Regions from separate parts of the Rattus norvegicus genome. Here region 2 is linked to region 1. Evidence: chromatin contacts called from public HiChIP or PLAC-seq data. All regions are on one chromosome and are shown on one strand. Each heading gives the region's core, a stretch centred on a gene start, on an enhancer-like site or on the middle of the called end of the contact. The rest is flanking DNA. Distances are from core to core; before and after follow the strand shown.

Evidence for each region. HiChIP or PLAC-seq counts read pairs in DNA pulled down with a chosen protein or histone mark.
Region 2: an H3K27ac HiChIP or PLAC-seq map of oligodendrocytes shows a contact between it and region 1, with 6 times the contacts expected there. The contact joins two enhancer-like sites. A contact is called at or near these places in 1 of 12 Hi-C or Micro-C datasets (Schwann cells) and 1 of 1 datasets of contacts at active chromatin or transcription factors (oligodendrocytes).

The regions. Positions count from the first base shown.
Region 1 is chr2:30,807,825-30,813,995 of GRCr8, forward strand. LOC102551152 (a long non-coding RNA gene) reads right to left here. Exons shown (of 5, transcript XR_010063713.1): 3 at 1-1,135. It also overlaps a transcript of LOC134485581 not described here. Among named protein-coding and RNA genes, the nearest start is that of Arhgef28, 480 kb to the right of the region's middle. Within about 2 kb of position 3,532, at least 6 of the 93 cell types and tissues checked have an H3K27ac peak or open chromatin away from gene starts, as enhancers often do.
Region 2 is chr2:31,029,946-31,036,116 of GRCr8, forward strand. It overlaps Arhgef28 (Rho guanine nucleotide exchange factor 28), which reads right to left. Exons shown (of 36, transcript NM_001415065.1): 34 at 1,562-2,047; 35 at 189-483. Among named protein-coding and RNA genes, the nearest start is that of Arhgef28, 260 kb to the right of the region's middle. Within about 2 kb of position 3,521, at least 2 of the 93 cell types and tissues checked have an H3K27ac peak or open chromatin away from gene starts, as enhancers often do.

The DNA.
Region 1 (6,171 bases), core at 2,282-4,781:
TTTAAACAAACAAACAAACCAGACTGCTATCACGTCGTGGTATGTGATATGCTCCACCAAGGGAGAAGAAAGAGGGAAAAAGAGAAATTTAGGGGAAAATGAAAGAACAGGGGGGGCTTTGCTAATGTATACCAAGGTAAGCTAAGCATGATGGAGCTGGGTGTATGATTTTTTTTTCTCTTTCCCATTTCTTCCTGCCTGATTTTGCTGAAGTAGTCATGGCTACTTACAAGTCAGAAAGCAAAATTTTAATGTTCTTAGGTTGGAAAGAAATATATACAAATTTTCCAAAATATATACAAATATATATACAAATACATATACAAATATATGTACAAATTTTCCAAAACTAATTAGGGACACCAATTAGGGAAAGTTATCTTATTAAATTGCAACACAAATGACTTCTGACAGGTGGTGTTTGATCATAAACCCATTGATAGAAGATGATACTGGTGAGGCTGTGTCCTAATAAACCCATGACATGTTGAATATACCAAACTCAGGAGTGCATCGAATTGCTGGGTATGGTGGCCCACATCTGTAATCTCAGCACTTTGGACACTGTGGCAATAAAATCGCCACTTGAAGGCCAGCTTTGGATGCCTAAGACTTCATCTCTAAAGAACCAACAAACAAAAAAGTGCCATTACAGAGTGATGACAGCATAGAGACACAGCGTACCTCGGAGGCTCCCTTGTCCCCCTGCCCCATTACTGAGCTGGCTCAGAACTGTAGCTCACCAGTGCTGCCTGTCACAAAGGGAAGGACCCAAGGATGCATTGCTGCTGGCCAGGGAAGAGATCAGAATTCAAAATCCCAGTTGCCCAGTGCCTGTTGCTGTCACAGCAGAGTGACGAGGAAATGTGGAAAGTGGACCCACCGTGGGTCAGGAACTGCCTGTGGTTTGAAATATGTGGCTCCGCGTCAGGTGGTGAGGGCTGCGATTCCATGATTAGCCTCCCAGAGGCTTCAGTTCATCATGCTTCTCCCACATTGTTGGGTATCACCAGGCTCCCTGGCTCTCCTGACTCCGTTCCCCTTTTCTGAGCTTGGTTGAGTCTGTAATTGGATATTTTCTGAGGACCAACGGCCTTTACACTGCCCTTTGCCCATGTGGCTCTCGTAAGTTGTTCTGTAACCGAAAATATGCAAAGAGATGCTCACTCGGGCTGCCCACACACACCCGAGCCAGCCCCAAATTGTTCTCCGCAGAGAAAACGCCTGAACTTGAGGTGGCAGGTTTACCTCAAAGTATGATCCCTAGCCTCAAGATCTCTCTCTTCCAACTGTGTCAGAAATTCGAGAGATGTGAGCCAATGTTCCTAGTTGTCTCAAATTATAGCATCGTCCTCCCTGACTCAGAGCAGGCAGTACATGAATTCCCAGAATATTTGGATAGTATCTCAAGGCATGAGCTGACCCAGGTATCTACCCATCGGACTTGTTAATACAGACAGCAGGTATCCACGGGCTTTCCAGAACTCAGGGATTTTCTCTGTTGACTCTGAGAGTCTGGGAATGACATCCCTCTAGGTTCATCTGAAGCTAGGCAGAGGAGGCCGTTGCTGAGTCCCAGTTACACAGCAATTTATGTGTGTGGCTTGGCCAGAGACTTTTTTAAAAGACAGGGTCATACTATGTAGTCCAGGCTAGCCCTGAACCTACGAACTTGCTGCCTCTGCTTCCTGAGTGCTGGGATTGAAGGCATGCATACTTTCTCATTCTCTCTCTCTCCTCTGTGTGTGTGTGTGTGTGTGTGTGTGTGTGTGTGTGTGTGTGTGTGTGTGTGTCTGTGTCTGTGTCTGTGTCTGTGTCTGTGTCTGTATTTGTGTATGTAGGCATATATACTTACATCTAATAGACCCCAAAGGAAACTTTTACCCCACATCATCTGAAGGATGGATAAGTACATGGCTATTTCTACTCAAGGGAATACTTTTCTTTTCTCATCAGAGCACTGGGGGGTTGAACCTAGAGCCTTACAAGGTCCTAACCTAATATTCTAAGCCAACACTCTACCACTGAGCTATATTCCCAGACCCTTTCTTTTAAACTTTAATTTTGACATGGGGTCTCACTAAGGTGTCCTGGCTGACCTTGGACTTGGACTTGTAATCATTCTTCCTCAGATTCCCAAGCAGCTAAGCTATAGGTCTAAGCAAGTGAGCTGAGGTAAGGGTACATGACAGGAAAGAGCAACCACGATCAGTCCCATGATGGGTGGATCTCCCAGATCTGATGCTAGGTAGGTGTGACAGATGTTGAAGCATGTATACATCATCTACGTGTGAACACTTACATCATGATTATAAAGAACAAAAGCAATCAATAGACCTACAGTGGTAGAATGCATGTTCTTCATCTTGGTGGATGAAGGGACTTCTAGGGGTTACAGATGGCGTCTCTGAAGAGATACTAGTTCATATTTAAAGAGCCTTCAAAGCCATATCCTCAGGCCACGTGCACTTGGGTGGACATGTCTAAATTTGCTCAATATGCCTCAATAAAAATTACATATAATAAAAACATATGGACTCGGCCTATGTGTACTTGATAAATGACTATGTAATACCCATATCCATAACATTTAATACTTTAATAAAAGGTTATTTGAAACCAAATGTGAAGACTTATAGAAGTATGCGAAAGTAAAGAAGTGGAAGCTGATAGAACTGGTGCAATGCACATGGTTAGCCCTTCTCCTGGACCCTGACACTTGCCTGCAGGGTTTCCCTGCACTTGGCTGTGCGCCATCTTGGATGATGGAGGAGTACTTTGCACAGAGGCTTAGCAGTTTCATTCGTTGGCTTCTGGGTTCTACAGCACTGAGCAGGGTTCCTGACCCCTCAGTGTCTCTCGCACGGGAGCTTGGAGCTTGGTCAGCATTGTAGAGGCCCCAGGTGATCGAAAGAACAGTGGTAGCTGATGTCCTGCGTGAAAGTAACGGAGGCCTAAAAATGACTCTGTGGCCTCCTAAGCCTTAGGGGATGTCTCCTGGGACGCATCAGGCCCTCCTGTCAGTATCGACCCTCTTGGCTTCCTAATTTAAATCTTAATTAAAATTTCAGTTTGGCTATGTGCGACTTTGAGACCATGAGAGATTTTTCATCTCCAAAATGGTGTTGAGAGGAAGACTTGTCCTAGAAAATGCTCACCCTGCAAGATGTACGGATATTTGTGATACTCGTGATCATTCTTGCTCTCTTCTGCCATTAATATGTGACAGTGCCTTGTCTTAAATTCAAAGTGATTGGCCTTTGAGGTGAGCCAGTTATTAGAAGACACAGTCCTCTTACAGAACACCGTGAGAAAAATCACCCAGCTTCCAAAATGCATGCGGAATTACCCAGCACTGCTCCTTTAGAAACCTGAATGTAGAGAGAGCCACATGTGGGGACTTCTGAATCATTGGCTCTTTGAGCATTTCCCTTATGGGATATATTCATGAGAAACAGAGCCACAGGCCACATGCAGTCAGGAGACAACCAAAGCCTTGTTGTTGTGGGCATATCTCTGCTGAGGAAGCGAAGGCAGGGCCCTTACAATCTTAGAGCACAGTTAAGTGATTATCCTACAGTTCAATGCTCCTGAACGCAGCTGTACATTAGCCTGGAGGAAAATGGAGCAACTTCTTTATAGAACAAGAGATCTCGGAGTGGGATGCTGAGCCAGGCAGCCTGCCATGAGCTCACTGTCTTTGGCAACAAATGGAAACAGAAATCCAAGAACAGCAGCTGCCCGGAAGCTTCCCAGCAGGAAGCAGCAGCACCCACAGCATCAGAAAAATCCAGAGGGGTCAGGTGGGCCCAGAGTAGGCTCTTCAAGGGTCTTGAGGCTATGAAGACATGGGCCTGAAGCACATACAGCCGGCGCTTGCCTAATACTACTTAATGAGAAGAGTGTTAAGTTGAAACCTCTAAAATCCGTCAAATTGTTTAGGGTCATTCATAGAAGTCATCTCTGATCCAAGCCCATGAGACTGTGGAGCATTTGCATTGGTAGGGGCTTGAGGATTGGCCCAGTGTAGCCCTGTACTATCAGGGGTATAAGATGAGCATTGTCAAGGTTACGGGACGAGTCCTGCCAGTCACAGTAGAGAAAAGGGAAGGGACTAAATCCCAACCGATCGCTGCTGCAGTTTCTCCGCACCTATCCTGCTGCTCTCACTATACAAATGTGAAACTTCTACAGTTAAAACATCAGATTTAGAGTGGGGGACGGTGGTGGTGCACACCTTCATTCCCAGGACTCAGGAGGCAAAGGTGGATCTCTGAGTTCGAGATCAGCCTGGTTTATAAAGCTAGTTCCAGGACAGCCAGAGCTGCACGGAGAAACCCTGTCTCAATCAAACTAACTAACTAACTAACTAACTAACTAACTAACTAACTAACTAACAACAGACCCAAAGCAGCAACAAGAATGACATCAAATGGAGGGATATGAATGGCACCTGAGACTCTGATGGACCTGAGGAGAAGTGGAGTCGAGTTCTTCACTGTCCCAGATAGGCCCTGTTTGCTTGTTTTGAGGGTTTTGTTTTTCAATTCTTGGTGACTCTCCCAGAAAACAAATACCCCCCTTCCAGGAGTAACCAGAGAGTTAATAAGTGACTGCAGAAGGTGACAGGTGCTGTTGGGTGCTGGGCAGCTTCGCAAGGGAACTAAGTCAACATCAGCAACACTTGCAAGGGCAGAACGTGAACCCAACGAGACAATCTCCTTCTCTGCAGACAAGGTCCCCCAGTCTCAGGAAAAACTACAATTCTCTTTTTGCTCAAGTGCCTAGAAAACTTGTAACTGCCTCTGTATTTACCGGCTAGAACAAGTCTCTCCAACCTGATGCGTCCTGCTCCTTAAATAACATGCCGTGTTTATTAAGCAGTGGCTTGTGTCAGGCACTGTTCTGAGAGGTTTCTTACTTGATCCTCCCCACAGCCCTGGTCAGGGGAAGGATCTTTACAGTCATAGCCATTTAGAGTGAGTGACTTCCCAAGGCCACAGAGCCATCTGACCTCCCAGCCCTGCCATCACACACTTCTAGAACAATCACGCAATAATGGAATCTCGGCTCTGCTGCCACCAAGAATTGCCAAAGCCCCGAGTCCAGCAGCCCAGGGGTTGTGAACACTCTCTGCCTGATCCTGAGGGCCAGCAGAAAGAATGGAAACAGGCAACCTCGGGAGGTAGGATGTGTACCAGAGGCCTGAAATGCCCTACAGTGGGAAGAGGGAACTTATAAAGTCCACCTCCAGCAGAAAGACAAGGCATCAAGTGAGGGATGCAGTTGTCATCCCACAGTCAAAAGCTCTGACCCAAAATTGTTCCTGAAAGAACCCCAGGGTCAAAAATGGAGAAGAGCCTGAGGAAAAGAAGGTCTAGGAACAGCCCCAAATTGGGATCCAGCTCAAGAGGAGGCCACAGGGCCTGACACTATTACTGAGGCTATGGGGCACCCACAAAAAGGGGCCTATTGTGACTGCCCTCCAAAAGACCCAGCAAGCAGCTGAAAGTGGCAGATGCAGATATTTGCATCCAACCAATGGACAGAAGCTGCTGACCTCTCTGGTTGAAAAGCTTAGGAAAAAGCTGGAAGAAGCTGAGGAGGAGGGCAACCCTGTAGGAGGACCACCAGTCTCAATAAACCTGGACCCCTGAAATCTCTCAGACACTGGGCCACCAACCAGGCAGCACACACCAGTTGAGATGAGGCCCCCAACACATATACAGCAGAGGGCTGCCAGGTTTGGACTCAGTCAGAGAAGATGCACCTAACCCTCAAGAGACTGGAGGCCCCAGGGAGTGGGGAGGTGAGGTGGGGTGGGAGGGGGGATGGGGACATCTTTGTGGAGACCAAGCTGGGGTAGGAGGTTGCGGGGAGGAGGTATGGGATGTGGCACAGAGGGTGGACCAGGAAGGGGATAAAATCTGAACTGTGTAAAAGGATTAAATTTTTTTTTTTTTTTTTTTTTTTGGAGCTGGGGACCGAACCCAGGACCTTGCGCTTGCTAGGCAAGCGCTCTACCACTGAGCTAAATCCCCAACCCCAAGGATTAAATTAAAAAAAAAAAAGAAAGGAAAAAAGTCTAAATAAGGGGGGGCAGCAGTGTTGATCAGCTTAGTAACAAAACAAGATCAGAGAACACATGTACAGGGAGTTTGGAAAAGCATA
Region 2 (6,171 bases), core at 2,271-4,770, 220 kb after region 1:
CTTGTTTATTTGGATGTTTTGGAGTGGGGTCAGGGGTGGCTCAGGCTTCCCAAAGGAACCACCAACCCATTGCTACGACCATTCCTATGCTATGCTCACTAGAGTTTATTCACTCTACGGAGGAGCCAACCACACAGGAACCAGTTTCACAATGACACCATACAGAAGACGTGTAAAGGATTAATTACCATTTTTACAAGAATCCTTGATGCTTTCTTGGCGAGCAGGTCTCTGAGGGCCCAGCCCTGTTGTCCAGAGTTCAGAGTTGACATCGGAAGGCTGAGAAACGTCCATCTTCACTTCTATCTGACTATCACTAGTCCTTGCCAAATCAAGATGAGACCCACCTGGGGGGTGAGCGTCCCAGGGGGCACCTGATGGGTTTGGTTTATTGGATGTGTTAAGCGACATGTGTGTGAAGGCGTCATTGAGGAAAAATGATTTTTCATGACACAAACTCTCAGCTCGATTAAGTTCCGTTACCTGTATAAAGAAATACAGAAAAAATACAGTGATCTCTTCAGCAATTTAAACAAGTTCCCTATCGTATTTATTTAGCCCATGAGCCTGAAAACTCTTGTTCTAGAAATCACAAATTTAATAAAAATGAGGCTAGGAAGAAATCTACCATTCACTCTCCTCCCATCCCCTCTAAATGAGCTAGAACAGGAAACTCCAATTAACCGTGCACAGTGTATCTTATTTTTTTAAAAAAGCAGCAGAGTTCTATGTCATCAGAGAATCTCCACTCTATTTTAATCAGAGCAATCAGTGTCTCCACGTTTGCTCTATAAGAAGGTTGAGAACACATCCTTCGATGCACAAGAATTTTGCAATAAGTGTAATTTCGCGAACTTGAAGGGGAAATCAGATGCAACACAGTTCTTTCTTATAAACCTGTTAACCTTGACAGCTGCATGCACTATCAATAAAAATACACTTGAGGTGCCGAGGGCAGAGGCTCTGCCCAGACAAATGGAATTGTCGAGCAATGCTATAATGGATGCAGAGGGAACAAGGGTCTTCTAACTGGTTTTACCCACTCAGTCCTTCATTGGGACGGCTCACGATAACTTTTTAGTGGAATGGATTTTGAACTCCCTATATCTAACTTTTCAAAGAGCAAATAAGCTTCCTACAGTAGTTGTCCAGTTCAATACTTACACACGAAGAGCTAAATGATCTATAAAAACACACACGCCATACAATATAATAGGTTATTATTAGTCTGTCGCAAGAGATCATTTATGAGTCCTTCAAATACCAAGAAACCAACATGCTCACAATGGGTGTGCCTCCAGACCAACTCACCCTTATCTTATTGGGGCAATTCCATCCTTTCCTTAGGGTACGGGTGTCTCAGAGCACATATCCCCCACCCCCAACCCCCCAAAAGCCTAGGATCTTAAATTTTCTGTATTCAAGTACAGATAAATTAGCTCTAAACAATATTGCCCTCCGCCCCCTCCCCCCCAAACTGAGACACTTTTGTGAGCTCTTCCAGAGGAACCAGGAACTCAGACATTTGGGTAAGCCCAGGGTACACAGGGCTAAGGCATACCTCTTTGCTCCCCGGAGAGAAGACGGCTGGGAGGCTCCTCTGGCGACTATGCTTACAGTGGCCCAGCAGACCCTGCTGGTCACGCATCCTCTGCCTCTCCCTCTCCACCATCCTCTGGCCCTCCCGCAACCGCTCGAGGTTCTGCTGGTACTCCTGGAGTTGGTGGTCCAGTTCGCTACGGTGGCGCAGCAGTAATTCCTCCTGCGACTGGCACTCACGTTCCCGTGCCTGCAGCCAGCTCTCTTGGGCCTCCTGCTCACGCTGTTGCTGGTCACATGTGCGGTGCCAACGCCGCTGCTCTTGTTGGAACTGGTACTGGAGCTTGTGGATGTTGGCCAGCTCTTCACGATGCTTTTCCAGGTAACGGGATTTCTCCTGGTCTTGCAAGGGGCCACCTCGGAAGGAGTGGCTAGGGGCCAAGCTCTCCTGCTGCTGTAGAACTAGCTTGTGGATCTCAATGTGGCTGTCCTGGATGGTCAAGGCAGCCTGGGTGGGGGTGGGGAATGGAGAAGAAACCAAATGAGTTAAGTACAGATTTGTGTTACATATGGGTTGGGAATGGGATCCCAAATGCTATGGGTTCAAGGCCTGGTGGTTTGCTATAGAGCTCGTGGGAGAAGGCAAAACCTTTAAGAGATAGGTTTAGTAGATGGTCATGGATAAGTGGGGATGGACTGGGTGTGCCTGTGTCTGTGCCTCTGTGCACGTGCACGTGTGTGTACGTGCCTGTGTGTGTCCATCCTGGTAGGGGATACTGGGACCCAGCCCATAGTCTCCCCACCATGAAGTTCTGCTTTCCCCAGAGCAGTGGCACCAAGTGTCCATGTACTGAAACCAGGGGACAGCGCCGACTTTCCCTCGTCTAGCTTGTTACTTAGGTACTTTGCCAATAAGACACAAAGCTCACACAGCTTGTTGACTGTTTAACCTCTTGATCAGAAAGACCTCTAAAACGTGGAATGCTTGCTTGCTTATTTTTATATCCTGCCCCTTCCCAACTTAGATCCAAGGCACACTGAGCTTTGAAATAGGCTTGCCTACGTTTTCCTATCAGTACAACTTGAGAATGTTTACAGGAAAGCATATATATTAATATATACATATACAATAATATATACCATCAATATTGCTGGCCTTTCATATCTAAGAGAGTTTGGTTCGATACTCCAGTGGCTAATCAAGACTTGGTGCTCAAGTCCTTAACTGAAATGGCTTAGTAGTAAGACATAACCTACCCATCCCCCCACCACGCCCAACGCTCTGAGTTGCCCTTAGATTGCTTGCGACCCCTAATGCGCCATCCTTCACACGGGGAGGGGTGGACGCCAGCTGCTTCCCTGGAGTCTCTGGAACTGACTTTTCCGTCTTTTTGATCCAAGGTTGGTTAGGTTTCAACCTAGGATAAAAACCTCACAGCTACAGAGGGGTGATTGTTCTCATTCTTGCTGTCGGAGAAGTGACTGGCTGCTGGTTGTTGGGTTGTATTTGAGTCACTCCTTTGGGTAGGAACTTGGTGTGCAAATTCACAACGCTCTGAATCCCCGTTCTGTTCTCATTCTCCTTCTGAGGTCCCCGCTCAATCATTCGTGGGAATTTAAGAATCTATATAAACACAGTAGGATCCTTTATTTGAGTCCCAAACCAGAAATTACTTGAGCTTTATATATTGCTTTCATGAAGACATAAAAATAAAAGTCAACTATTTGGAGACTTTTGGCAAATAGTCTTTTTATAGCATAATGCCTGAGAATTGCAGTTAATGCTGCTTTTAGGAGCTATGGAAGTCAGTCGATCTAGTCTCCTTACTGCTAGGTTTTAGCATCAGAGCGAGAAGGTTATACAAATCAGAGCTTAAAGTCATGGTTTACCTGATTGCTAACAGGGGGCAGCTACAGTTAAGGGAAAATAGGCACTCTGGATCCCAGCAGCCATGACTGACATTCACGAACCGTTCTGAGTCACAGTATCTAAGAAGAACTTAGCCACATCACGGGAGAGAACTACCAGGATCTGAAATGATGCCAGTAAACCAAACCAACAACGAAGCGACGGCGAATGAATGTTCTTGAAAGCCTTTAATTTTGAAAGTTCCCATTCGAAAGCAAGAAGGAACAGAAGGGACACGCTGCAAAGAGACACACACTGGGTGCCTATGCATGGCTTGACTCTGAAGGAGAAGCCATTACCCTCCTAAGGATAAATTCAAATCTTTGCTTCCTAAGATGTTTCCAAACTGCCCATGTAACCCGCACCCCGGGAAGATGGGCACTTGCCCATTGGCTTGTGTGATCGGCACTCTTCTATATTTCTGAAAGTTCACAAACCAAGATGTTTCTAAATTCGTATTTGCCTTGGAATGAGACTCAAAAAATGTGTTCACCAGGGCCCTTTGAAGCCAAATTTGTATTTTTAAATTTGAAAATTAATTGGAAAATAAATCGACGAATGACTTTGGAGAGCTCAATGTCATCGTGGAGAGTGGGCACCAGCCACTGTGGCCTTTAAACCTGGGGTGATTAGCATTAGTGAACCACTGGCACCCCTGCTGGCCTGGAACACAGTGGATGCTACCACTACTCAACCACCCTAGACTCCGAGGGTATCCGGGAGGCCGTCAAGCCCACTATTTTGCCAAAACAAAGAGGTTCTAGCTCTGTGTGAGGATTGTTACTGGCATAACTCAACGAACTTTTCATGGCTGCTCGAGATTGGGATACGGCCATTTTCTTCCCTCTCACAAGCATGCACTGAAGACTGGGATATTGATTTTCCACATTTAACATTTACATTTAGAAATTCTTAACTGACTTTCATTCCACTTATCTGAGTCCATTCCCTCTCCAGCCTGTCTATTCTTCCCCAACTCTAACGTAGGGACTAATCGCCGTTTCAGAAATGGGCAAAAGTCCAGCTTCTAAAGAGAGGACCACACCACAAAACAGAAACATTTCAGACCCCGTAGCCTAAGGCCAGCTCAGGGAATCTATTGGAGACACTGCTGTTTCCTATTTGTAGTGAACACAGTGGTTCCCGCCCTTCCGAATGCTGTCACTCCCCGATACAGTTCCTCATCCTGTGGTGACCCCCAACCATAAAATCATTTTTGTTCCTGCTTCGTAACTACAATTGTGCTACTTGTTGTGAATCGTAATGTGAAGATCTGTCTTCCCTGATGGTCTTAGGCGACCCCTGTGAAAGGGTCGCCAAGGGGTCATGACCCACAGGCTGAGAACCAATGAGGAAAAACGGAGGCCAGTGGACTGCTGAACTCTTCTGAACCAAAGATGTGCACGGGGCGGCACTTAGAGGTGAACGACGACAACAGAAACAACTCCACATCTTTTCACCAGGCAACACAAGTCGAGATGCTCAATGGTCATGGCCCCAAGAGCTTCATGGACTTTTTAACTTTCTTTTTTTTTCCTTTTTCAGAGCTGGGGACCGAACCCAGGGCCTTGCGCTTGCTAGGCAAGCGCTCTACCACTGAGCTAAATCCCCAACCTTCATGTACTTTTTAAAGCCCGAAGCTTTTCAGTTGATACGTTTCACAAAATCGATGGACCTCTCAGATCCCCTGTCTCCTAATACTTTACAGAAGACAGTAAAGTCACCATCACATGAGGTGACTAAGATAGGAAGCTTACTGTTATTAACCACTGTTGGTTAACATGGTTGAGGATGGAGGCACGGGCAAATTGTGGTCCAGGTACCACGTGTGTCCCAGGACAGCTCTGACACACGTATAGACAGTGCCATGTCACCATGTCAGAAAGTTAGGTGACCCTGTATCTACCCAAAGCAGTATTGATATCATTATTGAAAAATAGTCATATTTTTTAAAAAATTTTTTCAAACTCTCTATGTGAAACATTCCAGAGAACCTATGGGAAATTTCATTAAAACAAAAACTGAAGTTAAATGGGTTGGCTGATATTAAAAAAATACATAAAAGGGCCGGAGAGATGGCTCAGCGGTTAAGAGCACCAACTGCTCTTCCAGAGGTCCTGAGTTCAATTCCCAGCAACCACATGGTGGCTCACAGCCATCTGTAATAAGATCTGATGCCCTCTTCTGGTGTGTCTGAAGACAGCTACAGTGAATTCATATATAATAAATAAATCTTTTAAAAAATACATAAAACCCAATAGTTTTTATTAACAACCATAACTGGATCAGCATAGAACTTATGTGTTTTTTAATTTATAGAGTCTGCATGAAGACAATTATAAAGCTTCCGACATAGCCTAAAATAAGAGGAGACTGGCCCCATTCTCAGACAGACCTGGTCAGAGAAGAAGCACTCGTTCTCATCCACTTAGTTCATAAATAAAATGTTTTAACCTGGTGGCCTTGGTAGAAAATGGGACAGAGCGACCTATAAACCTTGTAAAATATGCAAAATATGTAGAAAAATGCTAAGAGGGTACTAGTGTCACCCTATACTCAAGTGTAATCCAAAGCTTTAATAACTGAGGACGGGGCTGTTACCGGAGCTCGGAGCTCGGATCAATAGTGCTTATGAGAAAGTGTTCCTGTTGTCAAAATCTACATAAGAAACCATCTAATGCAGCCATGGTTCTATGCTTTCTCTTCCAAATTTAGGCTCCATT